Linked DNA regions of Gossypium hirsutum: region 2 is linked to region 1. The links are chromatin contacts, called in public Hi-C maps. All regions are on one chromosome and are shown on one strand. The core of a region is the stretch at or near the end of the contact, and the rest is flanking DNA. Distances in the headings are between cores, read along the strand shown. Region 1 overlaps LOC107937621 (exocyst complex component SEC8). Region 2 holds the start of LOC107937631 (histone-lysine N-methyltransferase ATX5).

What was found. Hi-C and Micro-C count contacts between places; a contact is called where the count stands out from the background.
Region 2: a Hi-C map of leaf shows a contact between it and region 1, with 2.8 times the contacts expected there. The contact joins the promoter of LOC107937631 here to the enhancer-like site in region 1. A contact is called at or near these places in 12 of 34 Hi-C or Micro-C datasets (anther, callus, hypocotyl and 3 more).

What each region holds. Positions count from the first base shown.
Region 1 is chrD04:477,286-484,471 of Gossypium_hirsutum_v2.1, reverse strand. LOC107937621 (exocyst complex component SEC8) reads right to left here. Exons shown (of 27, transcript XM_016870534.2): 18 at 7,171-7,186; 19 at 6,079-6,276; 20 at 5,777-5,862; 21 at 4,980-5,157; 22 at 4,811-4,888; 23 at 4,114-4,215; 24 at 3,931-4,005; 25 at 3,165-3,260; 26 at 3,027-3,076; 27 at 2,547-2,943. The coding sequence ends at 2,856. Among protein-coding and RNA genes, the nearest start is that of LOC107937615, 15 kb to the left of the region's middle. Within about 2 kb of position 2,606, at least 1 of the 9 cell types and tissues checked has an H3K27ac peak or open chromatin away from gene starts, as enhancers often do.
Region 2 is chrD04:515,493-522,678 of Gossypium_hirsutum_v2.1, reverse strand. LOC107937631 (histone-lysine N-methyltransferase ATX5) reads right to left here and starts at 3,152. Exons shown (of 23, transcript XM_016870553.2): 1 at 1,406-3,152; 2 at 1,245-1,300; 3 at 948-1,161; 4 at 435-563; 5 at 276-344; 6 at 107-175; 7 at 1. The coding sequence starts at 2,371.

The DNA.
Region 1 (7,186 bases), core at 1,357-3,856:
AACATTGACTCGGTAGATCATAGTGCCAAAAAAACCCCTTTGAAAATGCTAGTGGAGCAAAAAACCAATAAATAGCTAGTTGAGCTATCAATGGAGCTATCACCTATGAGAGAGGTAGGTTGTGCATCAGACTTTGGGGTAAAGTAGTGATGCAAACTGAAAAGTTGAGAAGAGTAAATACAACGAGCAAGGTACATCTCAAACACCTTAGTAGTGTTTTTCATTTTGACTTACCGTTGGCTTTGTAAAGACATAGGGACCCTTTTAGAGTTTTGAAGCGGGTAAGCCGAGGGGCTTACAAATGAGAGTTAGCAGGAATACTCAAAGTTAACCCGGTGTTCAACGTGGGCATGCTGAAGTAGATGCGCACAGATCAAGGGAATCTCAATTAAGGCACGTCATGTGGGCGAGTAAAAGTGGCGTGCTCTTGCAAACGAGATGTACCAACGAGTGAAACTATTTGAGTTAAGAGACGATGGAAGTTGAGGCAAAGGTTCCAAATGACGGGATTAGTGAGACTAGTCGGGAAGGGCTAAGGTGTTGAGAAAGTTTTGAGGCGAATCAAACCAATGTCATTTCGAAAACGCAATGAGGGCATTGCGAGAATGGGTGAGGGAAAAGTCACGAGTCGCGATTTAAAGCCCGTAACCAAAGCACAAAGAACGTCCCATGGAGGTCTACATATTAAATGAGATTCATTTAACCCACTTGAACTGACTCAATTCAAAGAACAAGTGATGAAGCACATCCATGTGAAGTCTTGGTGGCCCAACGAAGCACTTTTGGGAAATTAAGGCTACCTTAGTAAATAAAGAAAGTAATTTTAGAAGATTTGTAATCCGATAAAATTTGTAATCTTGAGATTGTGTAAATCCCTTAATTATAGATAGGCTTCGATCTTGTCCGTCAAAGTAACTTAATCTATACTTTCTGTTTTGGGAGAGCTCAATTATAAATAGAGTCACCCCTTCATTTGTAATCATCAATTGTATTTTATTCTTTGAGCTAAAAAATATATTAAGAGCATTTACTCAAACACCTTATGCATTGCTTTTTTGCTCTGTCTAGCTTCTTTTATCTTTGAGATTGCGCTTGCTATATTTTGGTGCCTTAGGAATTCTATGAGAATCCTCACTTTACGAGAGTTAGGCTGACTTAGACGCATTTAAAACGAAGAAATTTCCTAATGCCGCACAAATTGTGAACGAAAATTCTAGTCTTATGACACTAGTATATCCTATATACTCGATAGATTATAAATAGATTTTGAGAATAGTGTCATATTTATTTTTTGTCACATGTACTATAATTTATTTAGTTACTTGGCCCTATAATTAAGTTTGTTATGTCATTTAAAATGATAAAGAAAGCTCGAGCCCTGTGTAATATATCCTCGATCTATAAACTTTTATCATTCAAAATTCAAAACTACCCTTTTAATGGCATTTTAATAATTCAGTCCTTCACCTTTGTGAAAATAAAATATTTTTAAAAAAATTAAAAATAAATAAATAAATTGTTCATCTTGTAGGGCTTTGCCCCTGTTATTCTCTCTTAAAAATCAGTAACTAAATTAAATTCTTAATTTGTACTTAAATGGTTCTTTTAAGAAATTTCAACTAAGATTATTTTAGCACACAAATTTCAGCTTTAATTCTCAAATTTTGTTTCAGTTTTATCTCGTCCATTAATACAAATTTCCTTGGACCCGACCAAGAACTTCATTAAATGGATTTCTTGTTTCAGCTCATGAAAGCAAACAAAATTTACCGAAAGTCTAAAACCCAAATGGCTTTCAACCCACACTCCAAGTACAAATCTTCTTCATTCTAACCGCTCACCTCACCAAGAATTTTGAGTATTATGTGGAAAGCACCTTTACATATAATTCACAAAATTTTTGCCATGCATCTAATGATCTAATGATTGTTGTACAATATATTCTTAGAAAAATTAGAATACTGAATATATATAAAAATTCCTAAAAGATTGTTCAATACCTATACATTGTTTTAATTTGAACATATTTAAAATTATTGAAAGTTCATGATTATTGTTAAAACTCGTCAAGAAATTAAAATAAGAATTTCTCTCTCACAACTTCTAAATGTTTATCAAATCCATTCGATGTTATTATGAAAGAAAGTAGAAACACACTATACCTTTCTTTCCCTTTGACTAAACTTCTGTCTCACTAAATTTTCTCGATGAGATTTTTAATGAGAATATGTTTACCGTCTTTCCTTCACTAACAAGATTTTTACAGTGTTGTAAATATTTTCTTGTAAACTAAATGTCTATCAAGAGAAGTTTAATACACTTTAATGTCGTAAAATTTTATTTCATTTGAAATTTTGTATTGATAAATAAAAATAGAGACTTCTCTTTATTGTTCTGTACCTTCTTTAGTCCAAAACCAGTTTTATAACGGTTGGTTCATCGGTTCTTGATCTGGTTTTTTCCACACATCTAGTTACCATTTTATCTGAATTCAGGTGCAACTTTTTTGCGGAAGTTGTTAGATGGATGTTGAGAGGCCACATGGGTTAAAAAATAGATGTTTCTTATCGAACTTGGACTTCCTATAGCAGTTGGAAGTTGGGATGTAGAATGTCCACAACCAGCAATAAATATAATCGGAGAAACACGCAGCTCACAAAATTGATACTACACCAATAACAAATTATAACTACGAATGCAATAAAACAAACCTCGTCTCTCTGGCATTCCACAAAACAATACCCGTAGTTGGAGCATGACCCACACACTCTGCTGTACTGATAGGGACACCAGAAATTAACTATGCAAGCAAAGATCATATGATTTGGAAGATATAAATCAAGCCACTTCAACTGCTAACGTGATAAAATCTCTGATATTCGATCTTGTGCATCAGGAGGTATCTCCCTTCCAGGGACTTGGACTTTTAGAAGATTAGCATACCTGTCAAAACGAAGCATAATTTGTCACTTAACTAATGCCAAATATTTTGCTTCAACTAGAAGATATTAGTTCACGCTACTTACTCTGCAGCTGTAAACAAGTGCTCGTGCTCGGTAATGAAGGCAACCAAGGCCTGCAATCAAGGAAAGTATGAATAAATTGGAATGGCATAAAAGTTTATTCACCACCAACAAAATGGACTATGAGTTCCAATAGCTTGCCTCGAATGGCATATTTAACAGTTCATAATAGGTTCGGACATGATCAAGTCTCTGTTGTACAGCTTCGCTGTCAATTGAAGGGATAGCTGCAAGGGCCTGTAATGACAGCAGAGATGGTAAAATCAGGATCATTTCGTACATGCAAAACCTAAATCAGAAGGATACATCTGAACCAGTTGAATTTCGGAAAAGCTTTGGAACTTATTTTCATTCAAACTCTCGGCAAAACATTAAGACCATAAAGCAAAACCAAGCAAGGCTGCATGGAAGGATAGGGTTATGCGACTGATGCTAGAATAATGTATACCCTTTTTCATAAGAGCCAATTATCCTTTTGTATGAGAAAAGTAAAGGTAAAAAAGATGAAAGCGAGGAGAAAGTGTAAAATGATTTTTGCACATACGGAACTGTTACTTTCTCGGACAATTTTTACTGCTTGGAGGGTCACATTCGCATGGCCGAAAATGTGTATTACTTGGGTGTCAGACATGGTTCAAGAAAAATGAAGAGTTGGAGCAACATAAGACAAGATGAGAGTTTGCTTGTAAGGGAAAATTCAAGACTGTAATCTTCATATAAAGAAAACTTGAGAATGGACTCAACAGACGAGAAAATCACAACAGAATTGCATAGTAAAGCGGATGAGCTAGAGAAAAAATGGGAATACTGTCATATTATTTCAAGCACCTTCAAAGATAAAATAAATGCCATCGCACTACCCCACCCCATCCCATCCCATCCCATCTGAAAATAAAGACATACTGACCTGTCCCAGAGCAATTGAATTCCGACATATCTGCTGAACTCCAAACAAATTGATCGATTTCATGTCAGCCAAAGCCTATCCAGAAGTAATTTCACATTGTTAGAGGAATAGAGATAATACACTAAATAAAAACTAATCTGAACAATGATCAAATTAGAATCAAAGTTAACAATGAACTCCAACCTTAAGTGATGCATTTGCAGCAATGCTACATATTCCACCAAAAATATAATTACGCTTCACTCCAGCAACAAAAGGAGCTATTTCCTCATCCCTGCGTGTTATCTATACACAGAGAAAATGGAAAGTCAAATTTAAATGATGCTTCTCATTAATAGTCATCAAAGGTAAAATCAAACAGCTGACCCAAGCTGCTTTTTATTTTCAAAAGAAGTTACAGGGAAAGATGCCCACTACTTACCAAATAACCATAAAATTAAAAAAGACATGTAAAAATAAACAAATAAATAAGATACCAAACAAACAGCTGAACATGAAATGGTAGAACAATCCTTCATATTAAGCCAACATTCAAATTGAATTTCCCCATGAGGTTTTACCCACTGAGTACATAACAACTTGATAGATTATAGGAGTCCATATTTCCAGACTTGGGTGTCAGTGTTGGATGTTGATACCCATCTTTCATGGGTATGTTTAATTTATTTCTAAGTTTTTCAATGTATTTGAAGATTCCTTGGAGAGTCATATCCCCCATACCCTATTCCATTATATGTTTGAACATAAGTATTGGATGTGGGTACTTCAGAAAAGGAAAAGATGGAGCAACAGAGTATAGGAGCATGAACTGATGGACAATTATCATTAGAAGTTTAAAACTGAAACAAGCTACAAGATAATAAGAAATGGAGAAAATAACCTGTGCAGTAAGTGAAATAACAAAGTCATCAGGCTCTTCCGCATCCTGGTTGTCCAGGTATTCCCTAGATGTCATTTCCTGTTGGAGCCATAATGCTTGGTTACCTACAGGTGCCTTCACCGCATAGTGATTCTTCAAGTATATCTAAAATTAAGCTATTTGTACAAACCTGCAAGTGGAAAATTGTCTCCAGCTGCATCTCCACCCGTAAAACTTTCAAGCAATCAATAGCTAGTTTTCTGTACTCATCTGCAAATGATGCCAGATCCCTAGCTGGTGAACTGCTTGTTTGTTTATTGCTAGTCTCCACATTGTTTAGTGCTGCTAGTGGGGTCGACTGTACAAGTCTACATATTCAATACATATTTTTTTTAAATGTATGAGATAGCAGAAAATATATTGGATAGGAAGTTACTCAAAATCATATTTGTCTATCATGACATCATTCTTGCAGAAGGATCTATTATTGAAATGATGTATATTGGATAGGAAGATATTATTCTTTGTATATATATGGCAGGGAAAAAAAGGGGGGAAAAGATTGTGAAATTAATGCTCTGTAACATTTTATTTTCCTTCGATGCAAAGATCTATTAAGTTGCACATACAGCTTTAGGTTTAGAAAAATCAATTTCCTATCATGACTCCTATATACAAAATATTTGGTTACAAATATTAATCACATTATCTCACCAATTATTTGGATCTAGAAATACGTGGTTGAATCACATAGAAGAACAAAAAAAGCTACTTTCTAAACTTATAGGGGTATCATAAAGCTTTGGTACATGTAGGTAAACATCAAGATCCATGTGCTAGAATCCAGGGAATAGATCTCAAGCTGCACATGTCAATTTTATTAATAACTCCCTATATCCTCATAAACTACTGTTTAACACCCACTGTTGCTTCACGAACATTGCATATTAAATCCAATACCAACTCAAGCCAGATGAAAGAACTTGCCTTTCGATGGAGTCTGCAACAAACTCCAATGAATCACTCAGGGATGCCAGCAAAACAAGTTTATGGTCATCACGGATTAGATTATCCTGCACAAAATGTGTTAAGAGAGAATGACTACCTTCAATTTATACTTAAACAACATCAAATTTCAATTTATACAAAAGGTGGCACCTAAGTTTCACTAGCAAGTCAAGCTCAGATGCATAATAAGTTACCTTTTTCTGGGATTAAACAGTACATAGCTATTTACTCGAAGGAAATTTTGAAACAGTAGGGCATAAGTCATCACCCAACATATGTACCTGCCTAATAGGACGCAAATTTAAGAGGAGTTCATTTAGTTCTGATTCAATCTCCATACTTTCCATATCAGAAACAATATTTCCCATATTTGACTGACCAAGTGCATTCGGTAAGCATGCACTAGCTGGATCACGTCGCATCAATTTGTCAATATCATGCCTTCCAACGACCATATAACTCTGCTTCTCAAGAACTGCCTGAAATATTAACAAATGTTTATGAATGAAAAATGTCTATTACTGTACAAAATAAATGTATAAAGACCAACTCTCTATTAGATTCACATTAATATAATGAAAAAGTATAGTTTCAACAATCTCAATCAAATAATTTCAACAAGCATGAACATCACTGCTTCTTGGTTTACACAACGGCATAACATATTAAACATTAGAGGTGGAATCAGTTTTGATAACACCAAACATGCTTTAGCCTATTTTGGATTCTTTTAGGACATTTCTTGGTACTTATCTTTTGGAAGCTTTTTAACAGTCGTAAAATGCCATTAACATTTTTCTATCGGTCAGATTCTTTGCTTTTGTTTATGCATTGTTAGTCTATTTCCATCTGTACCTTATAGATTAGAGGAGCTGCTATGACTAACCTGTCATATTCACACCTTAGTTTACATGGCCTACAGTAGACAGAAAAATCATACATCTTAACCCTTGTTTGACAATTTATCCATGCTAATAAATGCAATTCCACTTACGCACTGAAAAATATATCTTCAAAAGTTTGGATCCATGTTAAACACAAAGAGAGGGGGAGAGAAGAAAAAAAGCAAAAATGCTCCCCCCTTCTACCCATGCCTCCCACCTAAGGCTAATGTCTTGCACAACTATAAACAACCTATCTATTAATAATATCTAGAACAATAATTAATCAGGTGAAGACATCTAAACATTCTTATGTAAAATTTTCTTTCTTAATAATTTCACAGGTTATTGATCTGACCAAGCACTTCGAAAATAGAGAGAACAACTAATTAGAATTAGTTGGCAAAAAAAGATCAACAACAAATGAAGAGCATGTTAAAAAGCATATAAAAGCAACCTTAAGGAAGAACATGTATACGGAAGAATCCATACCTCCATGTATGAAGTT
Region 2 (7,186 bases), core at 1,903-4,402, 38 kb before region 1:
CCTAGAGAAGCAAATTTGACTTGATCAGGGAAATCCAAACTTCATTTATTGGCTTCACTAGGTCAAAATAAATAATGAATTACAATAAACAGTATGACATATGAACCTTAAAGTGACGGCTGGAAATTTTGTCACACTCTGCATGCACCCAAACCTTACAACCATCACATCGCACCTAACTCAGTGTAAATGAGCAATAAATTAGTATTAAAAATAAAATCTGCTCAATAGCAGCAAGAAAAGAAATCAAAACTCAAGTTTCTATGTTGCCTTACCCAACTCCCACTGTTTGATTGATTCCAAATTTTCTTGCAAATGCCACAATAATGTTTAGATTTTGTTAACTGCAATAAAAAAGCATATAGTTCTGAAAAGTAACAAAAAAAAAACAGTGGAAACATAATTTAAGAAGCAAAAAAGGTGTAGCCACAAACCCTAGCACATGTTTTACACAGGAATTGGCCTCCAGGAGTTGATGCTTTCATTTTCTTTCCCATTTTAAATGGGAGCGTCATGCCACAGCTTTCACAAAATCTTGCATCCTTACATTTCCCAAACAAGCCCTGCAAATATTACATTCAATAGACTTTGAAGACTAGAAGGAACAACTTCAACCCTGCACCTTAACCTATATGATCCAATTGTTTTAGACAAATACATAAAAATAAGTTATTGAAATTTATTTTTATGCAGACTAAGTCAAACAATAAGGAGCTCAAAATTGTTCTAAACACTGGCACCAAAAGAGAGAGAACTAAGGTTACACTAAAGATAAGATGCAAACGGATTCCCCAAGACAAGATACAAACAAATAGCCTTTCTTTCCTGAGAGTGGCTGGAATTCCAAAAGTTAAGGTAAATGAAGGCCTTTGAAATGTCGTTAAATTTGATCCCAAAGAAAAAAGATAAGAAGAAAACAAGCCTGAACTTTTTACACAGCAACTTGCCTGGTTAGGAAGGCAATAGCCCAGATCCTGGTTTGACCCAGTAGCCTCCTGACCCCATCTAAGAATAGATTCATCATAAGCTGGATTCCCAGCTGCGATGTTTATATCGTCCATCAACTTCTCAGTAAATCCCTCTTCTGCCAGAAGAGCTTCTTCCATTGCCAACTGGAAATCGCTAGGCTTGCACCTAGCCAATTCAGGCTGCTCGTGGAACCTACACTAAGCAGACTCTACCTAAGCACATACCAGCTACACAATAAAAAATCAATTGCCTCAAGAAAAAAACAATCTACAGACCTGTCGAGAAAGTCTGCAAATGGGAAAATCATCCCCCGCCTGACCCATGCATAATCCTGTCCAATATCATTTAAAGTAACATACTTAATGACTATCCCACAAGTAAATAAGTTCCCAAACATAAACTGTTAAACAAGCTCTAATTATAAAGTAATCAGTACCCTCTGATTCTCATTTCCAGAATGTCCGAAGAACATCACACAAGCTGCCTCAGGGATACAAGACCTCAAAACCAGCTCAGGAGCTTGTGTCATTGGATCAATAACAATAGCTGGCCAACACGGTTCCCTCTTCCCTGGCCTTGCCCACACTATATCCCCCGAATAGAAATCCTCTGGCCCATACAACCCATCTTCCTTCTCACCATTCTCCCTTGAAGCTTGGCCCTGGGTTGTTAAATCAACAATGAGAACCCCATTCGCATTCTTCTCATACTCTCCAACTAACTGCTCATGCACTGAAGTTAAGGAACTCCGGAAACTTGAGTACTTCCCAATTCCAGAAGACCTACCATACCCTGCTTCTCTGTCATCTTCCTCACACAATGTAGTATATTTTCTCCCTTTATAACCTTTGTTTTCCTTGTTTCGCTGGTTTTTCATGTTTTGCTTACAATTTTTAGAAGATTTAAAACTGTACTTATCCTTTTTACATTCAAAATCATCGTCATCTTCATCTTCATCGAAACTATGATCATGCAAGCTAGTTTTACTTTCTTTCTTCCAACTCTCAATAACAGAGTCGTTAAACCGTGAAGGAAGTACCTGAACTCGCCCTCTCGATGTCCTCACCAACGGAGGCCGAGCAATCTCCACTGTTCGGTTCTTTGGCTTGGACGAATCTGAGCGTTTGGATTTAGACTCCACTTCATCAGGAGAGCACGAGACTTCGGTGTTCCATGAAGCAGCGAAACCCTTCTCAAGCTCTCCGGAGGCTATAATATAGTGGAGACTGACCGGAATTATGCCTGCGGCGACATCTCCGAGGAGAGTCAGAGGATAATAATAGTTGATTTTTCGCTTCTTGCGACTTGTACCCGAGTTATCTTCATCTTCACCAACAGAGTCGCCGAGTTTGCATCGTTTTAGACTCGGCATTTGGGATTTCAGATTGCGCTTGATTATCATATTTTCTCTAATCAATCAATCCTTTCTCATATAAAAACACCTCTCAGTTCTTCGTTCTTCCAATTTCGAAACGCTTAAACCAATCTGGATTTTCACATAAAAAGCTTAATTCCCAAAACACCCATAAACCCTAATTGCAAACTCAATTTTCCACCAACAAAGCAAACAATTAGACCACCATCATTTCTTTCCTTTCTCTTTTCCTTCTATGTAAACAGAGGAACCCGAAAAAAAGACAAAGAAGAGAAATTGAACGAGAAACCGATGCGAAATTGGAAGAGAAAAAGAAGAGTGGGTCGAGTTGGATGGAATAGAGATCTGTTTCGATCAAGCTTTCTCTCTCTAACTGCTGCAGAGTATAGAGAAAGAAAGAGACAGCATATAATATTAAATTAAACTAAATTCCCCTAAACCATTATATTTAAGGATAAATAAATAAATAAAGCTTGAAGCAAATTTTCTTTTCCCCCTTGAAAATTTTCTTTTCTCTAAGAAAGCTGAAAAAGGGAGAGAGAAAAGGAGAGGCCGTCGTTTTCTATGTTTTCAAAGTGTGGGCTGGTGAGGATGGATCGTTAATAATGTGAGACTAACACTTGTTTTTTCTTCATATTTTAGAATTTCATGTTACGATTCAGTAGAGGGGATTTTCCAAGAATGTTGGAACTATACTGTAATTTCTACTTGTTAAAGGAATTTTGTGGGGATGCCCCGGAATTGTTGGCAAATTTTTGAATATGGCGCTCCATAAGAGAAGCTATTGATTCTGTTCCATTTGTTTTTGGAAGCATGGCTTAATTTGTACTTTATGCTATTTATTTATGTAAAAACTAATATGGATCACTGCTACCCATTGACTGATCTCCGAATCCCAGCTTGAAGATGAGACTTGGGTTGATGGGATGCCCTGTTTTCCACCAATTTGCAGGGCAACAGAAAGTGTACAAATGGAGGGTTCACCCTTTTTTTACTACTTTGGTGCCAATAGCATATTTAAGTTCCAGGACTTGTGGCATGAAGTTCCCAACCTTGCAGTTTCCAAACAGGACCATGGTTTTACTTTATTCTTCTGCTTCTCATATAATCAAAGAGCAGACCTCGGTGTGCCTCAGACATGCATTTTGCAGAACAAACATGAACATGATTTATGTGGCTCCTTACTAAACAATCATTTCTTTCGCCATGGCTGTCACACCTGCTTTCTTCCGAGCACACTCCAAGAGCTGCAAGTGTCTGAAATAAACCCACTCGTTTCGAGCCTCAAGCGGGAGGCTATGCCATACGCTCGAGGGCAATGCGCCTCGTCATCAATTCTAAAATATATTTATATAACATATATAACAATATTAGAAATCATATCACATGTATATCTACATTAAAATTACGAATTTAGAATATAGATGCATGTTTAAAAATAACAAATAATAAATAATTAAACGTGTAGTTTAAAAATAATTAATCATAATAAAAAAAAATTAGATTAAATTACGAGTAAAACGAAATTTAAACACATAAATATATCAGATAAACAATATTAAATACAATACAATTATTTATTACGATTTTGTCATTAATTGTGAGTTAATATGAAGTTAGTTTGTAACACCAACTCAATTAACAATAATTTTTAATATATACAACTAATGGAGATAATAACTTGTGCATATTAAAATAACAATATATAAATTATATTAAAATGAAATTTTGGTTGAGCGATAAATTTAAAATTTTACTAATTCAATTGACATTGGTTTAAATCTCACCATTTGCTGTTTTATTTAGTTTTTATTAAAATGAAAAGACTAAAATACTCTTAAATCGTATAACTTATTTTAATTAGGGAAAGATATTTTTATAATTTTCTAATGAAATTGGTGACCTAATTTAAGGTGACACTAACTCACTTAAACACTAAATAAATAGTATAAATAACTATAATATATAACAACATATCTATTTATATAATAATATTTTTATAACTACCAAAACCTATAACTATTATTAAAATTCCTATTGCAACCTAACTTTGTAACTTTAAAATTCTTAAATCATTGTAAAAGAATTGTTAAATGAAAATTGTAAAATTTATAATGCCAATACTATTATTAGTTTTAATTTTTTTATGTCAAAATCTATTTATATAAAAATATAAAATACATAAAAAAACATAAATATTATAAATTTATTTTTTTGGATTATAATTTTTACAATTTTAATTAACAATTTTCTAAAAGTATTTACAAAGTTCAATTCCATAAAGACTAAACTGATTAATTTTATAAAATTTTATATTAAAAAATAATACGAATCTGTGAAAATAATAAAAGAAGCAAACAAAATTAAAATTGAATAAACCAATAAGATGAAAGCTCCAACTTCAAGCACGATTTTGACTTTGACTTAGAATTGATCTTGGACAATAATAGATTTTCTCCTCCAATTTATAAGTCAATTATAGTGACGAGGAACAACTTCAAATCACCAACCTTTCTCTACGTAAATTAACTATTGAAACTGTTCAATAGTTAACTTTTACCAAGCAAATAACCTTAAAATCAACTATCACAAATTTTTTGGCAGTCTTGCAAACTAGAAGGACTCGACAAATCAACAACCTCAACTGCGTTGGTCATTTAAACTTGATTGTTAACTCCTTTAACAGATCCAACTATTCATTCAGTTGGTCACATCAAATTGTTCTTCAGTGAGATGAATATGACAATTACGGATCGTACCAATTCACCAACTGTATGCCGTCTAACACAGAATCAAGGGTCCCTTCTCAATTTTGATATTAAAATAATATTGTGAAATGACTAAATCTATCTCATAAATTGAAAAATTAATCAATACAAAATTAGAAATATATATACGATTTAAGGTCTCACAATTCAAACACCAGATTAATTATCAACCTAAAGCTAGAATTGTTCTCCCACAAATTAGACAATTATTATACCTACATAGAAAATAATAAATTAAGTATCAAAATTAGCAAAACACATGTCTAAAATCAATTAAAATAAATCATAAAAATATGTCAATCAAGTCTATAAAATTCCCCCATTTAATCGAGGTTTATCCTCGAGCATTTCATGCATTCATCATCCAAGCATACCACAATTATCAAAATCAATTCAATTTCCACAATTCTTAATTCAATTTAGCAAATACATCGATTCACAATTTAATTAAGCACACATTTACCAAATTATTGCATAATTAGGCTCCACAACGTCAATTTATGCTAAATTGCCAATACACTAAAATTGAACAAAATTCACATAATTCCCATGTCATACAATTAATGGTCAAACTAGTCAACTAACAATTTCCATTAATGGAAGGGACCAATTGATTTTTTTGTTTTTTATTGAGATTTTTTTACCCTTTACCATTTTATTAATTTTTATTTTATTTAATATTTTTGTAAATTTTAATAGTGTTTTACAAATTTATAAAATTTTAACTTTTAAAAGAAATTAATTTTTTATAATTAAAAAATTAAGTCTAAAATCAACTTGGACAAAGGGTTGTCTAGGTTCATTCCAGTAAAAATATTTAAATAAAAATTTTATTTTTTAATTTTTTAATTCTTTTTTTTTCTGACATGGCAACTAACTTGGCATTGCCACATCAATAACTATCGCAAATATGGAGTGTCACATCAGCATTGAAATAGTAAAAGACGAAAAACGTTAATCAAAAGACTTTTGATGTAATTTGAGAGTTTAAAACTTAACTAAGTGCATTTTTTGCGAAAGGACTTAATTGATTTTTCCCCAAAATTTAAGGGCTTATATACTCCTTTTGCCTTTTCCATTTCTAATCTATCAATTACACTCAAAATGTATATTCTTTCCAACTTTTTATTTTCATATTTTACTTTTACAAATAAATTTTAATTATTATTAAAAGTTAATTTGACTTCTAATTAATAGATTAATTAAAAATATCTAGTAATATATAAAAACACATTATTTATACGTAATGTACAAATTGGCATAATGTGTTTTTTATAAATGTATAATTGCAAATTATTTATACATATGTCAAATTGTAACTTTCAGCTCTGCTAGTAACGAAACACAATCACAAATAATTAGTTGATGAAATTGTAATATTTTTATACTTGAATGACTAAATCGGAAATTTGTGCACAATCATTGATTTATTCTAAATAAACACTATGTCTTATAGAGGCAAAGTTAAAACAAAAATTGAACAGCTGAAATTTAATTATATATTTTTATGATAGTAAAAATATAATTTTATTATTTTGAAAAATAAAATATAATTTTATAATTATTAATTTAAAATTTTATAAATTATAAAAAAAATCTATTTATAGAATCTAGTCCCTATCGGTCCTTAGATCCGCCCCTCATAACTGATGTGTACATGTATATACTTTTGTGTCATCATAGGAAAACCCAGACCCTTTGTTCATGACATAAGATTGGCCCTGCAAAGTGATTGGCAGCCATTTTAGTCCACAAAGAAGCTGATTAGACATGTCAATGAGCTCATGCTGGAATACACAAACATTTCGGCACTTCAACTTTGTGCTGTTTTGTCATCGACCCATTTAAGGAAAGGCCAACTTTTAGTTGAAATTATCTATTTTTGTTTTTTTATAAGGTTTAACCATTTATATTATATATTTTTATTAGAATTAATACTTAGATTATACTATCAATACTCAAATCATCTTTAGAATATTACATCGGTTAAAAAATATTTTATGGTATAACTTGACAAGAATAGGGTAATCTTTTTTTTTTGTTAAAAGTAAATAGAAGTAAACTTCTAATAACA